Regions from separate parts of the Arabidopsis thaliana genome. Here region 1 is linked to region 2. Evidence: chromatin contacts called from public ChIA-PET data. All regions are on one chromosome and are shown on one strand. Each heading gives the region's core, a stretch centred on a gene start, on an enhancer-like site or on the middle of the called end of the contact. The rest is flanking DNA. Distances are from core to core; before and after follow the strand shown.

The links. ChIA-PET counts read pairs in DNA pulled down with a chosen protein or histone mark.
Region 1: a contact with region 2 is called in an H3K4me3 ChIA-PET map of shoot, with 10 read pairs. The contact joins the promoter of AT5G42440 here to the promoter of AT5G42310 in region 2. A contact is called at or near these places in 1 of 26 Hi-C or Micro-C datasets (seed embryo) and 1 of 2 datasets of contacts at active chromatin or transcription factors (shoot).

What each region holds. Positions count from the first base shown.
Region 1 is chr5:16,971,015-16,977,009 of TAIR10.1, forward strand. It overlaps AT5G42440 (Protein kinase superfamily protein), which reads right to left and starts at 3,863. Exons shown (of 1, transcript NM_123609.4): 1 at 2,188-3,863. The coding sequence starts at 3,499. The coding sequence ends at 2,420. It overlaps AT5G06305 (a small nucleolar RNA gene), which reads right to left and starts at 4,768; the gene lies at 4,685-4,768. It overlaps AT5G42430 (F-box and associated interaction domains-containing protein), which reads right to left and starts at 1,485. Exons shown (of 1, transcript NM_123608.1): 1 at 298-1,485. The coding sequence starts at 1,485. The coding sequence ends at 298. It also overlaps the pseudogene AT5G42445.
Region 2 is chr5:16,913,900-16,919,781 of TAIR10.1, forward strand. It overlaps AT5G42310 (Pentatricopeptide repeat (PPR-like) superfamily protein), which reads left to right and starts at 1,829. Exons shown (of 4, transcript NM_123596.4): 1 at 1,829-3,751; 2 at 3,838-3,990; 3 at 4,077-4,148; 4 at 4,226-4,670. The coding sequence starts at 1,961. The coding sequence ends at 4,339. UBL5 (ubiquitin-like protein 5) reads right to left here and starts at 92. Exons shown (of 2, transcript NM_123595.4): 1 at 1-92. AT5G42320 (Zn-dependent exopeptidases superfamily protein) reads right to left here. Exons shown (of 11, transcript NM_001344442.1): 8 at 5,550-5,689; 9 at 5,308-5,380; 10 at 5,148-5,222; 11 at 4,752-5,054. The coding sequence ends at 4,752.

The DNA of each region.
Region 1 (5,995 bases), core at 2,613-5,112, 59 kb after region 2:
CAAGAGTTCACGGTTAATTTGGCCATTTTTTGAAAGTTCAGGTATTAAATAACATTTTTCCCAAATGAGAAGTGATACTCACAGGCCAAATAGCTAGAATGTAATAAATGTTATGAAGAAAACTTCAGTCATGGTTGTGATTTGAATAAAACAAAAATGTACTGCAATATTATGAAGAAAACTTGCAAGGGAAGCATCAGTAAATTAACCATCATCAAAAAGACCCAATGCATTGAATTTGCTAGCACTTGTTCCAGGTGAGCACCGAGCTTCACTTGATGATCATCTCTAGGTGGGTTAAAGCTTCTGTTCTGATGGGCTTATTGATGTTGCATCATATTCATATGTTTTCTTCATATGTTCTACAAAGGCGTAAACATTAAGATCCTCTACATGGTCTACAAAGGCGTGAACACTACAACAGCTTTGGTATTCTCCAAAACCTTGGATTTCAACACTTAGGAGAGTGTTCCTTTCGAGATTAAAGTAGAAGACATAAAACGGCTTACATACCTTTTTCTTCGCCAAAACAATTTCACCTGTAGCAGTTATCCCAACAATAAAAAGATCGTAGTAAACCTTAACGACTCTATCCTCATCCCTCAAAGTGTACACAGATGTTGTCCATTCCTGTTTCTCCACATCCTCTAGAACCCACATACATAACTTAAGGGGAAATCCACCGCCATGAGCATACTTCAAATTAACCACACCTAATTTACCTTTATAGTATATCAATTTAGTAGATCGTTCAGAAAAACAGTCTTGGTTTAGATTTAGACATTTGAATTTCTCGGACCTGACATCAAAGCAAACTATATACCCCAAGAAATCATCAATGTTATAAGCTATGTAATACAAAGCCCCATTGATGCATATCCATTCATGCGAAACAATATGGATCAAGGGGCATTGTTGGATCTTCCTCCATCTCACTTTTCTAGTTCCCAATGTCAAAATATGAATGTCCTTTGTTTCATTATTGTTTATCTTATTCATGAGCAATACCTTGAATTGCTTGCCAACCGGATCAAACAAAAAAAAGCTTCTCGTCTCTCCATACGTCAACAACAATTTAGGTAACATCGCATAATGTCCCGTGCTAGGGTTACATATGACATCTGCCTTTGTGATCCACATAGCAGAGAAATATACCAAACCAGAAGTATAGTTACAAATGTTTAGGTTTTGAGAGAACTTCGTATGAAAATCCGCAGTTGCTACAAAAGATGACTTCCCATATGGATTCTGAGGCTGAGGCGACGAGAAAAACCTCCACTCACCGTGTTTTGAAAAGGCAAATAAGAGACGTGGACGAGCTGACGATATGGTCAAGAACAACTCGTTGAAATATGGACGGCAAAGCATGGAACCCCATAGCTTTGAGACGCAATGAAACCTAGTGATTGACTTTGCAGGCAATCTCGAGAGTATCTCAAGAATGAGATCGATAGGGATGGAATCTGAGTTTTCTTCTCCATTCATGATCGTATTTGTATTTTCTTATCTGATGAGAGATATGAACACAAAATCGGTGAGACTCTTAAATAATGTATCGTACGATAAAGTTTGACCTAATTAATCAATCTTATTCATGGTTTTCGCTAACCTAGGCCCAAGAAGCATCGTATGATTGTATGAGTATATATATGTTAATTGTAGTATCTTTCCTTATTTATCATTATTCATTTATATATTTTACCAAAAAAAATAAAATCATTTATATTTTTTTCCTGAAAACATTCATTTTATACTTTTCTGAAAACAAGTCTTGATAATTAATCTGAATTCTTCTTAAACAGTCTAATCAAGGTGTTTAATTTTATTTTTGGAGTCCAAATTAAATAAAATGCTTGCAGAAAGAAAGAAAGAAGCATCTCTTATCTCATAGCAGAGAACAATGGTTAAAGTATGATTGTATATTTGTATGGCACGATAAAATAAAGCTCACGAATCTCTCATGTTTAGAATAACTTCTTTTATTCACTTTACTGCAACAGTACGTGTGTGTGCTCCTTCATCTGTCATGGTAAACACTAAACAGTTCCAAATGCCTTTTTACCTTTTCTAAATCCTCAATTCTAATGATTTTAAATGAAACCTAAAATTGATAGAATCACTTCAAGTTTTGTTTTCTTTGCAATCATTCAAAAATCAATAGAATTTTAAAGATTGACAGAAGATCCTAAAAGTTAATTATCTCAGCCGATGTTTAGCACATAGACGTAAAGTCAAAAAACAAAACACTCTAGTTCCTAATACATAAATCTCTAAAACTAAAACGTAAATAAGCAGAACATAGAAACTTATTTTGTAACTTCTTTTGGTCCGAATATTTTACCCAATTATTACAATATGTAACGAACTTCACTTGTGTGATAAAAAAGACTAATTACATTTACCTATTGGATTAATATGACTACATAAATCGACATAACTCCTCCAATAACTCCACCACTTGAACCATAGTAGGCCTTTCTCTAGTCGACTCTTTAATACAAAGACAAGCAATCCTAAAATACTCTTCCACTCCCTTCTCACTACCACAAACACCTCCAAAATCCAACATTTCATAACACCGATTTTGCTCCACCATGATCACAGCCCATTGAGCCAACCCAACTTCCTTCTCATCCACAACAACCGTTAAATTCGGCCGTCTCCGCGTCGCCAATTCCAACATCAATACACCAAAACTATAAACATCAGCTTTAACCGTCGCCGCGGTATTCCCTTCCCAATACTCCGGTGGCATGTACCCCATCGTCCCCGCCACTTGCGTCGACACATGCGACCTCGACGCATCGATCCTTCGCGCCAATCCGAAATCCGCAATATGCGCCACGAAATCCGAATCCAACAGCACATTACTCGATTTGATATCTCTATGTATAATTGGTTTCGGTAAACCATGCAGATAAGCTAAACCCTTGGCCACATCGCGCGTGATATTCACGCGCGTTGACCAAGTCAATGGACTGTTCTCTTCGTCAGTCTCGTGTAACCAATAGTCAAGACTACTTTTCTCTAAGAACTCGTAGATAAGAATCCGATCTGATCCCGAGATGCAATAACCGAGGATCCTAACTATGTTTGGGTGATTGAGACGACCTAGAGTGTCCATTTCGGCTGCGAATTCTCGGAATCCTTGTAAAGCGTCGTGATCGAGCTTTTTAACGGCGACTACGACGCCGTTTGAGAGCTGAGCTCGATAAACGAGACCGAAACTTCCGTCGCCGACGATAAGATCCGATGAGAAGTTTTTAGTTGCTATAGTGAGTTCCGCCATGGATATTTCACAGATTGATGGATCGAAGCTTTCGGTTACTGTTTCCGTGTTTAGATCGGGATCGGGGTCGGGGAAGTTACGATTCCGGCGAGGATGGTTTTGGATTGGAGGACGACGGCGACATACGATCATAACGACGGTGAAGACGATAAGCAAGAGGAAGATGGAGCTTATGCTGGTGGCTAGGATTAGTGAGATTTGGTAATCCATGGATAGTGTTTGGGATCAGTATGAGATTGAGAGAGAGAGATTGAGAAAGAGAGAGTAAGAGATGATCCGCCATTGATAGTGACGGAGGAGGAAGTGTAAGGTTTTGATTGAGTCGTAGTCGTAGATAAGACAAGTCAACGATTGTTGCTGGAGAAAGTCTACGCAGGTTGTACACGTGTCTTGACGATATTGGTGGTTACGAAGTATGTGTAAAATGCTTGAAAATTTCTGCTATGAAGTGGGAATTTCTTTACTTGATATCAAAATTAGTTAGCTTATAGTTTTGGAACAATTAAACTACAAGGTTTAGTTGCTTAAACTAATTTATACCCCTAAGACAATTTTCAATGATAAAGTGACTCTATTTTTTTTCTTTAATTATAAATTTGAACAATTCAAAGTTTAGAGTTTGTGTTGAATTCTTATATTTTTTATTATTTAATGGTAGAGTCATGCATGGATTTCTTTAAGAGAAATAAATCATACTTTTAAAATGATAAATTATAAATATTTTGGATTCTAGTAAAAGCATTAAAATAATTAGACCAAACTCATCTAATAAAAGCATCAAACACAAACTCATTTCATTACTTGTTACCTAGACCAAACACACCTAAGGAAAGCATCAAACACGAACTCTTTAAGACAACATCATTACTAAGATAATTAGACAGAACAAACTCATATCTACATAATTTGCTTTCATTATTAGAGAATTCAAGGGTTCAGAACAAAATCATATGAGCTCAAAACCATAAGAAACCGTAAAACTAAGCGAAACAGAACAGAACATACGTCATAGGACAGACAAAATGGTCTTAAAACACTCGATTGAATTGGTTTAAGAAAAAGTAGAAGAATACACTGTCACAGATTTTCGTTTTGTTTGTTTTCGTTTAAAGATCTTGAGTTGTTTTGTTTATGCTTATAATTTGTGGGGTTCAAGTGTTTCTTGTCATGATTATGATTAATATTTGATCCAAATACTATTTTTAACATCCGTAAACATTTTGTTATGTACTAAATTTATTTTTAAAAATAACATGCTGGGGATGATACTATATTTTTTTTTTTTCCCCAACTTTTTTTGTCACTGTTTATTATAAAAGGGATGATACTATCTAATGTCCACCAAAGAAATCAAATCAATTTTTTTTTATGACGAAAAAGAAAAAAACAGATCAAGAGTCAGAAATCTCGTGTGGAAAATCGACGCTCATCGCGTCTTCAAGACACTAGCGATCGATGTATTTGATTTCATCAATCTCTTCAAACCTAAGAAAAAAAAGTGCAGACTGAAATTAAGAACTGAACAAAAACGAGATTTGGAGTATGGTATAGAAGACGGAAGCTGAGAGATGAAGATGACATTATATAGGGCACAATTATTTACCCTAATTTCCATTGATTTGGGCTTTTGTGAAGCCCAATAAGGAAAATGGGTTCACATTTTAAAAATGTTCAAAAACGTGTTTAAGGTTTTGTATAAAAGGAACGTAAATAGGTTTTTTATTCCTCACTTCTCGTCAGAGTCTTACGCCGCAGGGCTCATCGGAGTTTCAGGTTCTTCTTCTTCTCTCTTCCTCCACCTCCATTTTCAAAGATTTTACGATTCAGACTTAGTTAGAATCTTAGTCGAATCAATAGAGAACTGATTCAGAGTTATTTTGATTAGAGCTTGATTTCAAATTTACTGTTTATTGAAACGAATTAGGAGGAGAAGAAGAATGTCTCACAGGAAGTTTGAGCATCCAAGACATGGTTCTCTTGGTTTCTTACCAAGGAAGAGAGCTAATCGTCACAGAGGAAAGGGTATGTCTTTTTTTCAAACTTAGGACTGAGAAGGAAATAACTCCAATGGGAGGATTCGCACATTACGGTATAGTGAAGGATGACTACTTGATGATTAAGGGTTGCTGCATGGGTCCAAAGAAGAGAGTTGTGACTCTTCGTCAGTCACTGCTAAGGCAGACTTCTCGTCTTGCGATGGAGGTGATTAATCTCAAGTTCGTCGATACCTCATCGAAGGGGGGACATGGTCACTTCCAGACCAGCGAGGAAAAGGCCAAGTATTTTGGTCGTGCTGCAAGAAAGGCTTAAACCAAGTCTCTATTCTTTTATTAGCTCGTCTTTAAAAATTCTTTGAAAGATAACTATTTTTTGAACCATCTGTTGCAATTTTGTATTTTAGTTATTTGGTGAATTTTTAACATTTTGCTTCCGTTACTATTGTTCCTCAAATTTCTTCTAACTAAATTATTATGAATCAGATCTTATATAATTTTTTATAAGATGCAAGTTTTATTGAGTCTATGACTAACTGGTTAGAGTAAAATAGAGTGCTCATGAACTTTTTTAGAAAACCAGAACTAAAACGTAATTGATTTGAATAAACCAAACCATTTTTGAGTAAACTCTAAACCAATCCGAACCAATTTTGATTGGAATTTATTAAAACTAAATTAACCGAACCGAATCAAATTGAATCACAAAACA
Region 2 (5,882 bases), core at 579-3,078:
GTACGGGAAGATTCTACGCGTTAAGGCTCGTTGTGACTTTTATTTATAAACTTTTTTTTGGTCGTACTTATGTCGGTTTGAGAATTGGTAATAGATTTATTTAATTTCTAGAACCTTATCTATATTTTAATAGATTTTACCTTTTTTTTTGTCGGCTAATAGATTTTACTTTAATTTTGTGAATTATCAATTTTGGCTTCCTATTTTCTCCATATATAGACTTTGTATTAAAATTATTTTTTTGTTTATATTTGAAAGTTTGTGCAAAAAAAAAAAAGTTTATATTTGAAACCTTATTATTAAAACCTTGTGATTGTGATTTTTTTAATTTTTTTATCATCTTGAATTCTCTCAGCAAACTTAAAAATAACAACAATTTTATCCTATCAAAGAAAGAGCCGACCTCTCAAAATAAGATACATCTTAATTGTGATTATTGATGCTAGCAAACTCAAAAATAACAACAATTTTATCCTATCAAGAAAAGAGCCGACCTCTCAAAAGTAACAAAAGCAAAAACCAAAAATTTACATAGTGTCTGATTGGTAACCAAAAGCTGTACAAGTTTTTTAGCTGTTAGCTTTATTTGAATAGTGCAAAGCTGTTAGAAAGAGTTGTACAAAAAAGCTGAGAGTAAACTTTTTATAACACTTTTAATAAAGTTTTTGTTATTGGTAACTGTGAAAGTTGTACAAAATTATATAAAGCTGTATTGTGTTACCATTCAAACTCATAATCTGATATGTAAAATTACAATAAATATGCCACCAATTTACGTCTAAATAAAATTCTACAAAACGCTATCAAATCACTACCAAATATGCAAATCAAAGACAAGGAGCGAAGCTTAACTACTCGAAAAAAATCTGTCTCACGAACAAGAACACCATCAAATCGAACCAACTATCATTCACCGCCATATCAACTCCGGATAGGAAAACATGTAAACTTTAACATCGACTTGAGACAAATCAAAACAACTAGAACAATCTAGAGGAAAATTGAAGTTGAACCAAGAAAAAAAGTGCTAACATAAAGATGAAAGCTTGACGGATACTAACGAGAGATCACCTCGAAAAATATGGTCTATTTTTTCAAGAAAGATGGTGTTGTTGTATGAAAATACGGGAGCTATTTGACTTCTTGTGTATATCCACTTACTTTGAACCGTATCACAGGTTTAAAAGTAATAATTCGTAAGTTTGAAAAAAAAAATCTCATTTAGCTAACATTAAAGAAAATTTAAACGTTGATTTAAAACGCTTTAACATGTTTCCATAAATTGGATTAACAAAAATTGCAACGTTTTCAAAACAGATCGACGACGTTTTAAAAAAAAACAAGATTTTATTTAAACCTTTCAATTTTTGTATAAATTAAGTATAACATCAATATAAATTATAGGATTAACTTTTCATCGTTAATTTTTTTTTTAAAAACATAAATATCATAATGTCATTAAAAAGTAAAAATATCTAAAAATTCATTGGTTTAAAATTATAAAAAAATATTTCATATATAAAATGAAAATTATTAAATAATTAAACAAGAATTATTTTTAAATATATGTAATAACTCTATAAAATCAAGAAAAAAGAAAAGAAAACAAAAAAACTATAAAATCAATTTTCTCGGAACAAAAGATGTAGTTACATAGGATCAGAACAAGGGAAAGATATTGATCAACCCGTGTAGAATATACAATATGGTTAACTCTTACAATCACTTAATCGGTTTTACCATTACAAATTTTAAACACATAAATTATTATCCTCTGAGAAGTTGGCGTGTGTGCTCAAAAAGGAAATAAACAAAAATTGCAGAAATTACTGAACTAGAGATAGAATGAAACAATAACAACAACCACAAACGAAACAGCTAAAGAAAACGATAATTAAAAAAAAAAAAAAAAAGCTTACGAACGCCATTGGAGAAGAGCACGAAAAAGAAGAAGAAGACTATGCTTCTCTTGCAACAACCACCACTGGTTTCAACTAGATTTCACTCTCTCTACTTCCTCACTCACCACCACCACCACCACCACCGCTTCTTCCAACCACCAATCTCAGCTTTCTCTGCAACAACCTCTGCTTCTTTACCTTCACCATCTCCATCTTCTTCTTCTTCTTACTTCTCCTCATGGAATGGTTTAGATACAAATGAAGAAGAAGACAATGAATTCTCCTCCGAGGTTCACCGTCGCTACGACTTCTCTCCACTCCTAAAATTCCTCTCAAGATTCGGACCAGTCGAGTTAGCTCTAGATTCGGAATCGGAATCAGAAGCTTCACCGGAATCGCTTAATCCGGTAGAGTTCGATCTCGTCGAGTCATACAGAGCAGTACCAGCACCATACTGGCACTCTCTGATAAAATCGTTAACCTCATCAACATCATCTCTTGGTTTAGCTTACGCTGTAGTGTCATGGCTACAAAAACATAACCTCTGTTTCTCCTACGAGCTTCTTTACTCGATTCTCATCCACGCGCTTGGCCGTTCCGAGAAGCTTTACGAGGCGTTTCTTCTCTCTCAGAAACAAACGTTAACACCATTGACATACAATGCCTTGATTGGTGCTTGTGCTCGGAACAACGATATCGAAAAAGCTCTTAATTTGATCGCTAAGATGCGTCAAGACGGTTATCAATCCGATTTTGTTAACTATAGTTTGGTTATTCAGTCGTTGACTCGTAGCAATAAGATTGATTCTGTTATGTTGTTGAGATTGTATAAAGAGATTGAAAGAGATAAGCTTGAGCTTGATGTGCAGTTAGTTAATGATATTATTATGGGTTTTGCTAAGTCTGGTGATCCTTCTAAGGCTTTGCAGCTTCTTGGTATGGCTCAAGCGACGGGTTTGAGTGCGAAAACCGCTACTCTTGTATCGATTATCTCTGCGTTGGCGGATTCAGGGAGGACTTTGGAGGCTGAAGCTTTGTTTGAGGAGTTGAGACAGAGTGGGATTAAGCCTAGAACGAGAGCTTACAATGCGTTGCTTAAAGGGTATGTGAAGACGGGTCCTTTGAAAGACGCAGAGTCAATGGTTTCTGAGATGGAGAAGCGAGGTGTTTCGCCTGATGAACATACGTATAGTCTGCTTATCGATGCGTATGTTAATGCAGGTAGATGGGAAAGTGCGAGAATTGTGTTGAAAGAGATGGAAGCTGGTGATGTACAGCCTAATTCTTTTGTTTTCAGTAGACTCTTAGCTGGTTTTCGCGATAGAGGTGAATGGCAGAAGACATTTCAAGTTCTTAAAGAGATGAAGAGTATCGGTGTTAAGCCCGATAGACAGTTTTATAACGTGGTGATCGATACCTTTGGGAAGTTTAATTGTCTTGATCATGCCATGACGACTTTCGATAGAATGTTAAGCGAAGGTATTGAACCAGATAGGGTGACTTGGAATACGCTTATTGATTGTCATTGTAAGCATGGTCGGCATATCGTAGCGGAAGAGATGTTCGAGGCGATGGAGAGGCGAGGGTGTTTGCCTTGTGCTACAACTTATAACATTATGATCAATAGTTATGGTGATCAAGAAAGATGGGATGATATGAAAAGATTGTTGGGAAAGATGAAGAGCCAAGGTATCCTGCCTAATGTTGTGACACACACTACACTTGTCGACGTTTATGGCAAATCGGGTAGGTTTAATGATGCGATAGAGTGCTTGGAAGAGATGAAGTCGGTTGGGTTGAAACCATCATCGACCATGTACAATGCCCTCATCAATGCATATGCACAAAGGGTACCATGACTGTTAATAGTATCAGTTACAGATCCCTAAGAGAATTATCATTTGATACTGATAGTTGAATGATTCTTTCTTGCCAGGGTTTATCGGAACAAGCTGTGAATGCATTTAGAGTGATGACATCGGATGGACTAAAGCCGAGTTTATTGGCTCTCAATTCGCTCATCAATGCCTTTGGTGAGGATAGAAGAGACGCTGAAGCCTTTGCCGTGTTACAGTACATGAAAGAAAATGTAATAACTTCTCTTGGCTAAAACCTTGAACACATCTTAAAGAACTACTTACTGACCAACCATCATCTCTCACAAAACATTTGCAGGGCGTAAAACCAGACGTGGTCACTTACACAACACTCATGAAAGCTCTCATTCGTGTTGATAAGTTTCAGAAGGTATGCATCATTGATTATGGTTGATAGGGGAATACCTGTAAGTAGGATTGACCTTTTGAGATGTGATGGTTTTACAGGTACCGGTTGTTTACGAGGAGATGATCATGTCAGGATGCAAACCAGATAGAAAAGCTAGATCCATGTTACGGTCAGCTCTAAGATACATGAAGCAGACGTTAAGAGCCTCATAGAAACATAGGGAAACAATGCAAAGGTTTTATCTTGAGCTAAAGTGATCAAATATTTCTCGAGCTTCTGATATCGTCTCGCAAGCTCAGGACCGATATGTAAACGACACAAACCACACATCACAAGAGGAAGTCTTTCATACAAATCCGCACATTCTCTGTCTATGTAAAGATTCAACCTGTACAAATATATAAGTGTGTTGACCAAATTGGATACGGTTACTGTCTGTACTACAGAGATCATGTAGGAAGTTATAAACCAAAGCTCCTTTACTTAAGAATATATCACAAATCCAAAGAATTATGTTGTCTTTTCATGAGACACAACATTTCTAAAATGAGGAATACAAGTTTCGCAACCAAAAGAATTACTAACTTACAAGGGTTAATTAAATGAGAGCTTCCTCCATTAGTTTCATGGCAAGACAGGCATGGAGTTTCTACTATACTTGCTCTTCGCTATCCTGGAACAGAACATGAACATCAGAAGTACTGAAGACAACAAGAAGAGCCTGAAGTAAGTTTTTATCTCTTGCATTCCGACATCGATCACTTCCATGTTTTTCCCATATCTGTTCTTCCTTTCCACCAAGTAGCCATCCAAATACTCGTCTATAGACACCCATTTGTCTGCAGCTTTGGAAGTGTTTCCGTCTAAGTGGAGCGGTCCCAGTTGGAAAATCGTGAAGAATGCAGCAGACCAGTCATTAAGAACTCTCTGAGTAACAGCAGCGAGCCAAGTTGTGAGTTTTATTTTCCTTTTTATGGGTATATATTCGAAAGAAATTGATACAATTCAAAAACATAGTACCTTGAAATTGGGTAGATCAACAGGGTTGAACATTTTAAAGCAATCTCTTGAAGCAGTTTGGTTGTCCCCATAGATCTGGCAATGATAGCAACGGTTATAAGAATATGTGACACAGGTTTTCATGAAAGTGTCGAGAGTAGGTAACTTCAGTCACACAAACCTCAAAGGTGAATGCCATGGGTGCCTTTACAACATCATAGATATAATCTGTAGCTGTACCATGTGCCAAATACCTAAAGTTGAGAAAGCCGATTAGAAAAAGGACAAAGAAAAACATTCTGAAGGGAATATGCCAACTTTCGAGTCTCAAACAATGCTCAGATACAAGTGAAACAAGTTAAACGATGTAGCACTTAAGTTCACTGAAAATATTCATAAGAAATCTTTAGGAAAGAGACAAACCCAACAGAGCCGCCGCCAGATCCAATCATGCAGCGGTCGTGACAATGAAATTTGTTAAGTTTTTCAAGTAAGGTCCTCATTTTCTGTGAAGGTAATCCCTCTGGGGTTATGTTTTTGTGGTCATACGGCATAAATAAAGCCTGAAAACATAAGAAATGAGAATCAAGCTTCTGAACAAATACATAACAAAGCCAAGATCAAGATAAGTTTGTTACACAATTTACAAAATGTAAACATCCGTAAATCCACTATTCACATGTTTACTCATACTCCAACAGAAGTTTAAAGCTGTATTCCCAACATTGTATGTATACATGATAATACTAAAGCAGA